Linked DNA regions of Sus scrofa: all the other regions are linked to region 2. The links are chromatin contacts, called in public Hi-C maps. All regions are on one chromosome and are shown on one strand. Each heading gives the region's core, a stretch centred on a gene start, on an enhancer-like site or on the middle of the called end of the contact. The rest is flanking DNA. Distances are from core to core; before and after follow the strand shown.

The links. Hi-C and Micro-C count contacts between places; a contact is called where the count stands out from the background.
Region 1: a contact with region 2 is called in a Hi-C map of liver, with 2.2 times the contacts expected there. The contact joins the enhancer-like site here to the promoter of IQGAP2 in region 2. A contact is called at or near these places in 6 of 47 Hi-C or Micro-C datasets (adipocytes, alveolar macrophages, fetal liver and 1 more) and 1 of 2 datasets of contacts at active chromatin or transcription factors (alveolar macrophages).
Region 3: a Hi-C map of fetal liver shows a contact between it and region 2, with 1.8 times the contacts expected there. The contact joins the enhancer-like site here to the promoter of IQGAP2 in region 2. A contact is called at or near these places in 1 of 5 promoter capture datasets (liver), 8 of 47 Hi-C or Micro-C datasets (blood, fetal liver, liver and 1 more) and 2 of 2 datasets of contacts at active chromatin or transcription factors (alveolar macrophages and skeletal muscle).

Annotation. Positions count from the first base shown.
Region 1 is chr2:85,338,813-85,343,151 of Sscrofa11.1, forward strand. The region is part of intron 1 of IQGAP2 (ras GTPase-activating-like protein IQGAP2); the gene reads left to right. Among named protein-coding and RNA genes, the nearest start is that of IQGAP2, 47 kb to the left of the region's middle. Within about 2 kb of position 1,614, at least 8 of the 83 cell types and tissues checked have an H3K27ac peak or open chromatin away from gene starts, as enhancers often do. A contact at or near this core is called in alveolar macrophages, fetal liver and liver, where this site is marked.
Region 2 is chr2:85,292,533-85,296,568 of Sscrofa11.1, forward strand. IQGAP2 (ras GTPase-activating-like protein IQGAP2) reads left to right here and starts at 1,891. Exons shown (of 37, transcript XM_021084462.1): 1 at 1,891-2,239. The coding sequence starts at 2,194.
Region 3 is chr2:85,244,908-85,249,007 of Sscrofa11.1, forward strand. No RefSeq gene overlaps it. Among named protein-coding and RNA genes, the nearest start is that of IQGAP2, 47 kb to the right of the region's middle. Within about 2 kb of position 1,649, at least 9 of the 83 cell types and tissues checked have an H3K27ac peak or open chromatin away from gene starts, as enhancers often do. A contact at or near this core is called in fetal liver, where this site is marked.

The DNA of each region.
Region 1 (4,339 bases), core at 364-2,863, 46 kb after region 2:
TTGGAAGGCATTTTAGGACCCTGCATTTCTGCAGTTCTCTGCCAGCATTTTGTACCTAGTGGACCGATCGTAAGAATACATTTCCATCCTCACTTGGCTTCATAAATGGGGATGCTTCAGCTGCACAAATGCTAGCAGAGCTCTCCTGTCTGGAGTAGAAACAATGACTTAATTCTGAAATTGTATTCAAATCCTCTAAGGAGCTGGTGCTGATACACAGTTTGGCTACCTCCTCTGATCTGCAGTAGACCAGTCCTGTGAGGGGATTTAGATGTTGATCCGTGTCCCAGTCTTCCAGCCAGAAAAGAAATGCCAGGGGAGACCAATTATTCATTTGTCTGAAGCAGAACGGGAATTACTATGTGTAAGATGCTTGCTGTCCTGGCTGCTGTGTAAAGTATTTCAAGCTTTGGTCTAAAGAATTCTAATTTCTGAAAACTTTGAAAGCTTTCTCAGTGGTTATAAGTGCATCCATTTCTCTAAACCTGGGACCTTGTACTTTCTCAGAGCAGGAGTTCTGCATATTAGAACAAAAAGCACACAACAAGCCAAAACCGAAATGTTTTCAGCTTTGTTGCCCAAGAGGGGTAAATTCTTTCCCACAAGAGAGCGGTTCCCAGGGTGTTTTATCCGCGCTCCAAGTAGTTTACAAAATCAGGGTTTGTGTACATCCTCCTCAGCCTGCAGACTCGACGTTTGCTTCCCCCATTCTTGCCAACTCAACTCCCTTCCCACATCAGTCATTCCATTTCCTCCTACTGCTCCCTGAATTGTTGACCTAAAAGAGTAAAAATATGTTTACTCTAATATGATAGGATACCTCCAAAAGCTCAGTACAAACTAAGCCCAGAAGCCAAGAGTTGGATTTAAATACAAACCAGCTTGTAATCTCCTAGCTCTGGGACCTTGAGCCACACGCCTACCCCCTTTTAGCCTTCATCAAGTGGAGGTAATAATGCTTGTCCATCTACCTGATGGGGCTGTGACAGTCATATGAGCTAATTTGACATGGTAGCACTTGGTAAATGTAGATGTCTTCTATGAAACCAAAGAGCCCAGTGTATTTTGTTGAGGCCCTGCCCTCTGCTGTTGGCATCATCTGCAGTGTTTTATGGTTTCTCACAAGTCCAGTCTCCTATGAACCCTCAGTGTGTAAGCTGATGCTGATTTTCGTGTCCTGCTTAGAAGCCAGAGAAGCTTCTTGTTGGTTAAAACGAGCCGACACTGCTTTAGTCCAAAGTCCAGTTGAGTGGGATTCTCTGGCCATGATTGGACTGCCAGCATGTCTCCATTTGCAGAGGAGGATCCATTGGAGAGCTGAATTTTTGGCAGACTTTAAAAATTGACTGTCCTGACTCATGCGTTAATTCACACTCACTCACAAACAGCATATGCTTGCATTAAGAGTACCCTTCTGTTCTACAGCCTCACCTTCCAACTGAGGCTGTTTGATTAAACTTGCAAATATACATTGAGATTGACAGTCCGCGCCTCGTATATCCCTGCAGCAGCGGGATGCTGCCGTGTTGTTTCCTCCTCAGTCACACAAACGTGTCTTGATGGGGGTTGGCACAGGGCGGTGACTCTCTGGTGCTGAGCCATGTGCCGCTTCCACCTCCACCATCTGAAGTCACAGAATGAGTTGGCTGCTCTTGGTTGGCTTCCTTTTTCTTCCCCCTACCATGGCTCTTCTTCCTCCTGTTGGCTCTGTCGCCAAATTGTGCTCTTGCAAAGCATACCCATGGTTTTCTTTTAGTTCAGACTTGGAAGCCTTCACGTTACATAGGCTTGCCACTGCCTGCGCTTCATTCCCCAGATGAGGTCCTCTTCTGTTCATTCCCTTTTTCTTTTTTCTTTTTTGTCTTTTTGCCATTTCTTGGGCCGCTCCCACGGCATATGGAGGGTCCCAGGCTAGGGGTCGAATCGGAGCTGCAGCCCCCGGCCTACGCCAGAGCCACAGCAACGCAGGATCCGAGCCGCGTCTGCGACCTACACCACAGCTCACGGCAATGCCGGATCCTTAACCCACTGAGCAAGGGCAGGGATCGAACCCGCAACCTCATGGTTCCTAGTCGGATTTGTTAACTACTGAGCCACGACAGGAACTCCTTCATTCCCTTTTTCTTACCTCTTTCCCTACCTCTTCTCTCTCACTCGTGCACCACATCCAAGGCATAGAGGCACCGACTGCCTTCGTGCCATCAGTCATCTTCCTCTCTGGTGTCTTTGAACTTTCTGTGTTACACAATAAAGTTGACTAGAAATTCATCATACATTTTAATATTTGGGTTCCTTTTTTCTAGAAATTCAAAGAGGTCAATTGGGTGCAGAAAAGTTATTTTTCTCAATGGAACTGGCATGAAAGTTTATTCCTTATATTTAAATTTTTTTTCTGTAACTGAACATTAAAACCACTGTAATCCTTTCTTATTTCTGAAATAGATAATTAAAGTAATACACATCAGTGGTATAGAGTGTTTGGAAAATAGAGTTAAGGAAGAAAGTTAAGGAAGAAACCCAGAGCCCTCCTTTGGGAAACAAATGTTTTAACATTTTGGCATTTCCTTTTAGGTTTTCCCCCCCTTTGATTACAGTGCACATAATAACATAATCTTATATAATTATTATAGCAACACATGCATACCTATATGTGTATTATGGGAAATTCAAATTGTGGTGCTTCAGCAATTTTATACAACTTCAGATAAATTCAGTTTGCAAGTTATATGGGAGGTAGGCACTAAAAACACTAAATGAGGGGAAATCAAGTTTCAGCAATTATCCTTGGAAAAACTAGCTGATGATATATTGTCTTTATTATGCATGTTTATACATTTTATGTCTTATAACTTATTAATAATTGATTATATTAAAAATTAAATAATTTACAATATGTATGATTTTAAATTTTATTTTATTTTTTTGCTTTTTAGGGCCAGACCCGCGGTATATGGAGGTTCCCAGGCTATGGGTTTAATTGGAGCTATAAGCTGCTGGCCTACACCACAGCCATAGCAACATGGAATCTAAGCCACATCTTTGACCTGAACCACAGCTCACAGCAAAGCCGGATCCTTCACCCACTGAGCAAGGCCAGGGATCGAACCAGCAACCTCGTGGTTCCTCATTGGAATCATTTCCGCTGCACCACGACGGGAATTCCTAAAATATTTTTTAAAACACTTCATGGGGTAGGGCATTATTCCCATTTTACAGATGAGGAAACTGAGTGTCTAGTTAATTCTTTCATAATGTAATATGACTATGTTGCAGGCACCTAGTGCCAACGCTCTTTACTCTCAGCCAACCACTCCCCCCTCTTTTTAAAACCGGATACCTGTTAGTTTAGGCAGAAATCCATTTTTGGGGGAAAAAAGAGGAGTTGTATGGTGGAGGGTGCCTCATATAAAAAATGGTAACTTTTCTCAAAGGTCTTCTCAGCATTTACTTACTGGGTGATTTTGCTTATGACGTGATGTATCATGTAGTGGCATCATTGAGTTTTTTTTGTTTTTCTGTTTGGTCTTGTTACAAGGCTTTCATTCCTGATGAAATTGCCAGTCTAACCTGGCAATAGTAAATATTATCTTCATATATTTTTCCTTTGTTGGATTACATTTGAGGTTTTTCCGTCTCTGAGAAATAAACCTATAATTTTACTGTCTGTACTTTCTCAAGATTGTAGCAGTAATTTATATGGTTTCCAACAGGAAAAATAAAGTCACATAGGTTCTATCTATTGATTAATGAGATATTAGTGATATCATTAATAATAGCCTCAGAAAGGCCTAATGGCCACTGGGCCAGTCTTCCAGCATTTACATGCAGGGAGGGATAGTAGAAAGATTAGGGAGTTCCCTGGTGGGCTAGTGGTTAGGATTTGGTGCTTTCACTGCTGCGACCCAGGTTCAGTCCTTGGTCTGGGAACTGAGATCCCTCTTCAAGCTACTGCACACTGTGGCCAAAAGAAAAAAAAAATCAGAACTCTAAATCAGTTTCAGATCCCAATGTTGCTGCTGAACCATTGTTATGATCTTAGAATTACCCAAACCCTAAATGACCCAACCTCTCTGAATTTGTTTCCCATCAGAAAAGTGGAGATTCCCATTCCCATCTTGAAGAGGGGTAAACAATAATATATGTAAAGTATCTGGCACATAGTAAGTGCTCATTACCTGTTAATCCCTTCTGTCTGCTACCTTTCATGCACAAATCACGGAGAGCTCACATGGATGAGGGAAATATGATAGAAGTGCTTGGAACGTGGAGAAAGCCCTACACACAACTGAGAGGCTGTTTTGTTTTCTTTCACTCACCTGTGAACTATTTGTGAGTTATT
Region 2 (4,036 bases), core at 641-3,140:
GCGCTCCTTACTTCCCTCTTGCACCTTTGCCACAGCCCTTCCACCACGTGTCAGCATCTCCTAGCTGCCGCACTCCATCCTATAACCTGCAAGAGTCCCCTTCCCTAAACTCCCTTGCATCGTGCAGCTCCCATGCCCCAAAGCTTGAAGAGCGCTCAGATGCTTCTATGATATATCCATCCAGTCCCTTTGCCTGATGTCATTGTCCTCCGTGATCTGATATCAGCTTCCAAGTTCCTACCCTCACCCAACCTCATGCCCCGTGCTATTGTCCCTTGTTCTTGCCTGCCCTCCAAGAGCAGACATTCTCCATTCAACTCTTACCCATTTTTCTTTCTTTTTCTTTTTTTTTTAATTCTCTTACCCATTTTTTCAAGGTCCACCTTAAACCATGCATTCAAACGCTGTCATCTTCCTTGACCATTTGGTTTATAGTGATTTTCCTCCCACTTCAAAGTGCATAGGCTATCCACTTATTTGAATCCTAAGTCATACCCTCATACTGACAATTTATAGGTGTAAGGGCTTAATTATCAGGATGCAATATATGGGATCACTGAGATGAACTTGAGCTATCCAATTTGGCATGTCTGGAATCACAGGAAATTCTTCTGTTATATGCCTATATCTGGGTGAACACTGACTGACAGCCTGCTGTGCCTCAGAGTGTGGCCAATTCACCTTTGAATTACTCTTATAAGAGATGTCTTCTTTTTTTAAGGGAGGAAAAAACCCCACTCACCCCTCCAACCAGATGAGAATCTAATGCCTCTAGAAAATAAAGAGAGAGGAGCAGGATAGAATCCCCTTGCTCTCCCATGGGAAGACATTCCCTCTGAGTCCAGCAGAGATCTCTTGTGCCTTGTGTTAGACATTTTCCAACATCTGCAATGTCAGCATCACAGGGCAGCTTGTTAGAAATGCAGGTTCGTAGGCCCCAGACCAGACCAACTGAATTGAGAACTCTGAGGGTGGGGCCCCAGAATCTGAGTTTCAACAAGTTTGGGAACTGCAGCTCCCACGCGAAACAGAAAACATCTGGCCGCTCTGCATCTTTGCAGACTGAGAACCGGTTGGTGTCCCCATGCCACCTTCTCTCCAATGAACTCATCTCATAACCCCACCTCAGATATTTTATTTGGCCAGCCATCTGGTCACCCACACATTCCACATTTGACAAACGGGTGAGGACACGGGTATAGAAGTGTCCCACATTCCTCCAGATCTTATCACTCTGAGGCACAAAGAGAAAAACAGCTCCAGGTGACTGCACGAAAAAAAAAAAAACAAAAATTTTAAAATTACCACATGCAGTTTAATTTCCTTAAAAGCATGACCAGAAAAGGTTTCTGTGGTGTGAGACCCCAGCTAGCAGGGCTGGGCCATAGTTCTGTACTTGGGGGAGGGGAGCAGGCCGAAGGTGAGCAGAGGATGACTGGCAGGCAGTTGCGTTTTGAGTGGTTGCTCGGGGAGTGTTTATCTTGTCCCTCCAGCAAGCACACACTCTCAGTTTCTTGTCATGAAAGGGGAACCCTGTATTTTGTGGACAAGGAGTCAGAAGCAACGTGTGAAGGAAAAAACGAAAAAAGAAAAAAAAAGGTCAAGGCTTAATCTCCCCGGAGGAAAAGGAACCGCACTGTTTGTCCTGTAACTGAGCAACACCCTGGGCGGCTGGGGCTGCCTGGGTCTTCTGCGGTTTTTCTTGCTCTTCTCCGCGGAGGTTCACTTCCACCCTCTAAACTCTCCACAAGTGAAAAATCAGGCGGGGCGCCCGCGGCCCCAGCTGCAGGGGATCCCGGCCCAGGGCCCGCGCAGCCCCCGGGCCGGGTAGGGGCGGGTCCAGGAGGCCGGCGCTGCGCCCCGCGCGCGGTAGAGGTCGCTGCGCCGCGGCGCGCGCTCCCACCGCGGTGGATAACGGGGCCGGGCTGGAGGAGAAAGGAAACCTGTCCGGGAGGCGGCGGCGGCGGCAGCCGGGAGCAAGCGAGGGAGGAGAGTTCACTTTTGCTCGGGTGTCAGCGCGCGGCGGCCGCAGCGGGCGCTGACGAGGGAACACCGAGAGAGCGGGGCGCCCAACTCGGGGCGGCCAGCGAGAAGCCGGATACGAGCGCGCCGGCGGGGCGCGGAGCGGCGAGCCTGGCTAGCGAGGGGAGCCGCGGGGGGCGCGCCCCGGGCGGGCCCCCGGAGCTGCGTAGGATGCCCCACGAGGAGCAGGCGTCCCTGCAGAGACCCCGCTATGGCTGTAAGTGCGCTGGGCTCGTCGGGCTGCGCCGGCCTTGGGGAGCCCCCTCCGCAAGGCCGGAGTTGGAGAAGCGGAGGGAACCGGAGGGCAGCGGTTGGGTGGCTTGCAAAGTTAGGAGCTGGAGTTGCAAGGGCTGTTGAGCGGCGTCCTCCCGCTCTCCCCGCAAATTCCTAATCCCCAGCTGGCACCTCAATCCTCTATCCGCACACCCCACGGTGGCTCGAGGCAGCGCTTGGTCTGCTCCCTGGTACACGCCAGGCTGGGGGTTTAGGGGTGTCAGGTGAGGAACCCGCGGAGCTCCCGGCAGGTTGCTGGTTCGGGCCAGGGGGTGGCGTAAGGGACCCGATTCTTCCGACTCTGAAGGGGAGGAAAGTTTGTTTGCAGTGGCTACAGGTGGGCTCCCTAAGTTACGTGCCCGCGCTAGTGGTAAGGTTGGCTTTCCTGGAAGGGCTGGCGTCTCCTCCTACCCGTCTGCCTCTGACTTCACCTGGGCCGCAAGACCTCTTGGGCCCCACAGGTGGGAGCCCTTTCCTGGTGCAGCTGAAAGGGTCACCTCTGGCGCCCCACCCCCTCTCCAACCCTACCCCGTCACCCCGCCCCTGGCTCTGCCGAGACTGTGTGGCGCGCAGGAGGATTGTGGCGGGGACAGGACGCGGTGCTGGGCTCCTCGGGATCCGGATGCAGCCCGCGTGACTTGAACGAGGTGGTGTCTGTTACCCAGCCAGGGGCTGCCCTCGGAAAGAGGTTGCTTTGGCGGATCGTGAGTGGATAGAGCCAGGTTAGCACCAACCACGTGGCTTCATGTGCAGAGTTCAGAGCTTTACCAAACATGTGCCAGGAAGTATTTCCTTTAAAACAAACAGAAAGTTGGCGCGCTCTCTCAACAGGGTTGGACCTGTCAGTGAACCCATGGCCACGGATGGATCACAGGTTAATCTTTTGCCCAGGCTGGCCTTGGTGGCAAGGGTAACAAGCTTGGGTTAAGGTGGTGATACTTACTGCAGCGTTTTGTTTTGTAGTTCTGGCTGGTGGTGAGGGACACCGGCGTGCCTAATAAAGGGGAGTAGTCAGCTTGTGCACCCTCTTTCTCCCCGCCAATCTTGGAATGGACCCAATCAGAGATGGGAAGTTAGTTTTCCCCTGTGACCTTTACTGTGTCAGGCAGTGAGGCTGCCTGGGGAGTCAGCTGCAGCCTCTCCTCTAGGGAAATGCATTTTACAGTTAATCCAGCCCAGCTCTTTGCAGCCTTAGTTTGCCTGTTGCTAAACCACAGACAGCAGAGCTTCTTGGGTTGGGATGTGTTCATCCAGAATGGTGTCAAGCGTCCTTGGGTTGGTGAATGTCCTTTACGTGTCAAGTTCCCAGAATACATGGTAGCTTCACTGTGTCAGGTTATACGATGGCCACAAAGTGTGGAACCTAGGTGAGTATGCCTAACAAAACGGGTTTTGGTAGCACATTTTAAACCATGATCTGTTCAGTGTGTAGTTGCTCACTGATTCACTGTGCTGGGCAAAGTTGGAGTGAATGCAATGCATTGATGCAGAATTTCCATCCGTCTCTGCATGGGCTTCTGTGATGGTGCTCAGTTTTCATGGAACACACCTTTGGTTTTTGAGCGCTGTAGGAGCAGCACTCAATGAGGTTCAGGTCCGGCAAACAGGAAGCGCACTCCACGTGGCCATTTTCTTTGGAAATAATCACCCAGCTTTTCTTAGGAGTCTTGCGTAATGGGGGTGTGCCCTCTTGTAGCAATCAGTCCCATTTACCCTTTCTGACTTCATCAAGTGCTATGTT
Region 3 (4,100 bases), core at 399-2,898, 48 kb before region 2:
GAGGCTATCAGCAAGGCCATGAGCTCTCGAACTGTGCTAACACTGCAGCCTCTGGGGACATTTATACTTCACGTGACTAAAATGACATTAGGAGTTCAGTTTCTCAGTCACATTTGGCCACGTTTCCGGAGCTCAGCGACCACATGACTAGTGGCTGCCATATTGGACAGCGCAGATAGAGGACATTTCATCGTCCCTGGAAGTTGCGTTGAACAGCGCTTCCCTGGAGGTTGTGTATTCACTCCCCTCCCTGGGCTGTTCCTTCTCTTAGGGTCTGCTGGCACCTCTCCCAGGTTCTTTCCCCTAACCTAGATCCTCTCTTTGGGCTATAGTGACTTTGTCGCCCCTTTTCCTTCCCCCAGCAAACTGGAACTTCCCAGCCCAACACAGGTCTTCACCCTTCCTCCAGGCTCCCAGCCCACCACATCTAGATCCTATTCAGTGTTTAAGAAAAGCTGCCATCTGCCTCCCTTTCCTTTCTTCCCTGTTCCATGATGAGGATCTTAGAAGGGGGAAGAGAAGACTCCAGAGGCTTAAAATCCCTGGTGGTTATCAGGGATGATGGCAAGCAGAACTCACCTGAAGATGCTGGAGTCAGATGAGTGCGGCATGGATCATAGTGAGGCGTCCGAGGGAAGCATCCACAGGACTGGCCTGTTTCAGTGGCTGCAAAATCCCATCTGTGGAATTCCTAGCAGTCTGTGTGTTCAAACAAGGTAGCATCCTGTGTATTGATGTTCACTGCCATGAAAGCACCCTCATTATCTCTTATCAATTTGCCGGGGCAGCCATAACAAAGTACCATGGGTTGGTACAGGCTCACACAAGGGGAATTTATTTTCTCACAGTGTTTAAGGCTGGGATTTGAAGTTCAAGATCTGGACAGGTTTGGTTCCTGCTGAGGCCTCTTTTCTTGGTTTTAGATGGCTGTGTTTCTGTGTCATCACATGATCATCTCTTGTTACGTGTGTCAGTTTCCTCTTCTAAGAAGGGCACCAGTCATATTGGATTAGGACTTACCCGAATAACATCATTTTTACTTAGTTACCTCTTTAAAGACTCCATCCATCTCCAAATGCCATTGAATTCTGAGGTAGAAGGGGGGTTAGGGCTTCAACATGTGAACCGTGGGGTAGTAAGAGGGGGGACACTATTCAGCCCATAACGTTATCCCAAATGCTACTTATTTGTTGGTGGGTATGTGTATTGTGTATGAAAGTGTGATGTGTGCATATACGGGTACAGAATGTGATAGAATGCGCCTGTGGTCATAGGGGAGACCACACAGCCTAAGTGGATGTGTTCACTCTTTTGTGTGCTGTTCATTCAGAAGGGGGTCATAAAGACAGAGGTTAAGGAGTAACCCTTGATCCCTGCACCCATAAGCCAAAAACCTGAGGTACACCCCAACATGGCTGGGTCACGCTGTTCTTAGACCAGTGACTCCTCGCCTCCTTCGGTCTCTCTGCTTATTAGAATTCCAAATGAGACCTTGCTGTTTCTGTACAGTCATTTTCTCTAATATTGGTGTCCATAGGCACATGATTCCCATTCTGCACCGCAGCCTCTCAGCAAACCACCCCCTCTGTGGGCGTTTCCCCCTGAAGCCTCCTCCACCCTGTGCCCTGGTTGGCTGCCAGGGTAGCCAGAAGGAGGAGCAGTCTGGAGCTGGGGTGGCCCACGTTGTTCAGTGGGGCAAAGAAATGCATCATCATCTCCTGTAATTTGCAATCCAGACACCAGGTGGAGAAGTGAAAATCAGAAAGGAGAATTCCTGAAGCAAAGGCAAGCTCCAGCCCTGGGGCCCGAGTGAATGAGCTGGTGTGATCTGGGACCACGGAGGACACAGTACGCTCCAACCCAGACTCCCCAGTGCACTGGGCAGCCACCTGCCCTCAGTCATATTTCCATGTCCCCTGCCTAAGAGCCCATGGGGAGAGCAAAACTGACCACGTGTGCAACAGCCCCACTCCTCACACCTGCTCACGTCTGCATGCTGGCTCCCAAGGTGGCAGCAAAAGTCCCTTTGGACTGAGATGTCCATGGAAATCTCATCTGCAGATTCATTTTGGGATGGGGCTATAGGGGCAGCGATTGCACGTTACAGAAGACTAAGTGATGCTGAGTTGCCCCATCCCCTCTTTTGGTCTTTGCAAACTGTGGACATACCTCACCATAGACCGGTGGCCACCCTCTTGCCGGGGTTTTGCTGTGCTGTTGCACCCTCTCCAGCATCCTGCCTGGTCTTCAGGGACATTCGTGTCCTCCCATCTTCATTAGAGGAAACTGGTAGCGCTTTCTAAAGTGCTGGGAGCTCAGGCTTTTCCAAATCTCAAATCCCCATTTCCTCATCCATGCTGAGGACCAAGGGGACCTTCTGATGCTAAGAGCATGATGAATTTGGGCAAAGTCACTTCCAGATTTGAGGGGTCCTCTTTAAGAAAAATGATACAAAATTTTAAACAAAATATTACAAAAGTAACTATGTAGAATGAGAAATGAATACACCATGTAAATCAACTGTATTTCAATGAAAAAATTTTATTTATTTATTTATTTATTTATTTATTTAGTCTTTTTGCCTTTTCTAGGGCCGCTCCCACAGCATATGGAGGTTCCCAGGCTAGGGGTCTAATCGGAGCTGTAGCTGCCAGCCTACGCCAGAGCCACAGCAATGGCGGGATCCGAGCCATGTCTGTGACCTACACCACAGCTCATGGCAAAGCCGGATCCTTAACCCACTGAGCGAGGCCAGGGATCAAGCTCGCAACCTCATGGTTCCTAGTCCATGCCACGACAGGAACTCCAATAGTGTTTTTTTTTTTTTTTTATTAATTCACTGCCTGACACACCTCTCTAACTTTTTTCTATATTTTTTTGGCTGCATACTCTTTTTTTTTTTTTTTGTCCATACCTATGCATACAGAAGTTTCTGGCCAGGGATCCAACCATGCCACAGCAGTGACAACACTGGATCCTTAACCAGATGAGCCACCAGGGAACTCCATGATTGCCTCTTTATGTGTCAGCAGTTTTGTGATATTATTATAGGAAGAATAGGAACATAAGAATTAGCTTTGATTACGAATAGGTTTCTGGAAAGTTTCATGTTTCTTTCCATTTCCGCATACTTCCTGTGCTGAAGATACAGGCCACCTTCATAGCTGCAATCCAACCTCTGGCTGTGTGCTCCAGTCACAAGGCCAGGTGAGTGGGCACAGTGGGCAGGAGTTTTGCAGGAAGCCATTCCTTCAGAGGGACAGCTAGGGGTGACTAAGTCACAGAAGTGATTTCAACCTTCATCCACAACCCCCTGAACCTCCACTGAACACAACCCAGCTCGAATTCCTCTCGGCCAGAGAGCGCCCCGTGCCACCCACCTCCACGCCACCTGGACAAGTCTGAGAGAGGAGAGACACAGTGGAAGGAAATGGTGACTAAAGAAATAATCTGCTAATTTCGCAATTTGGTTTTTGTTTTGCATGTGTTTAAAGAACTCATGGGGAGTTCCCGTCATGGCGCAGTGGAAGCGAATCCAACTAGGAATCATAAGGGTGCGAGTTCAATCCCTGGCCTCACTCAGAGGGTCAAGGATCCGTTGTTGCCATGAACTGTGGTGTAGGTCGCAGACATGACTTGGATCTGGTGTTGCTGTGGCTGTGGTGTAGGCTGGCGGCTACAGCTCCAATTAGACCCCTAGCCTGGAATCCTCCATATGTGGCCCTAAAAAGGCAAAAGACCAAAAAAAGAAAAAGAACATATGACCATATGAACACATAGCTAGGCAACCCCCCTCCAGGGCCTTGGAGGGGACCCATGCAAATGGGGGGCTCTAAGGCTGAAGCTTCATTAGTTTACAGTAGGCACTCCTGTGAGTTTTGACATCACACAAATGTGGGTTTGCATCTGACTCGCCTCTTAGCAACTATAAGGGCATGGCAGACATTCATCTTTCTGAGTGTTCGTTCTACAACTGTACACCAGAATGATGATAATTTGGGAGTTCCCTAGCGGCTCAGTGGATTAAGGATCTGGCATTGTCACTACTATGGTTTGGGTTATAGCTGTGGTGCCGGTTTGATCCCTGGCACAGGAAACTC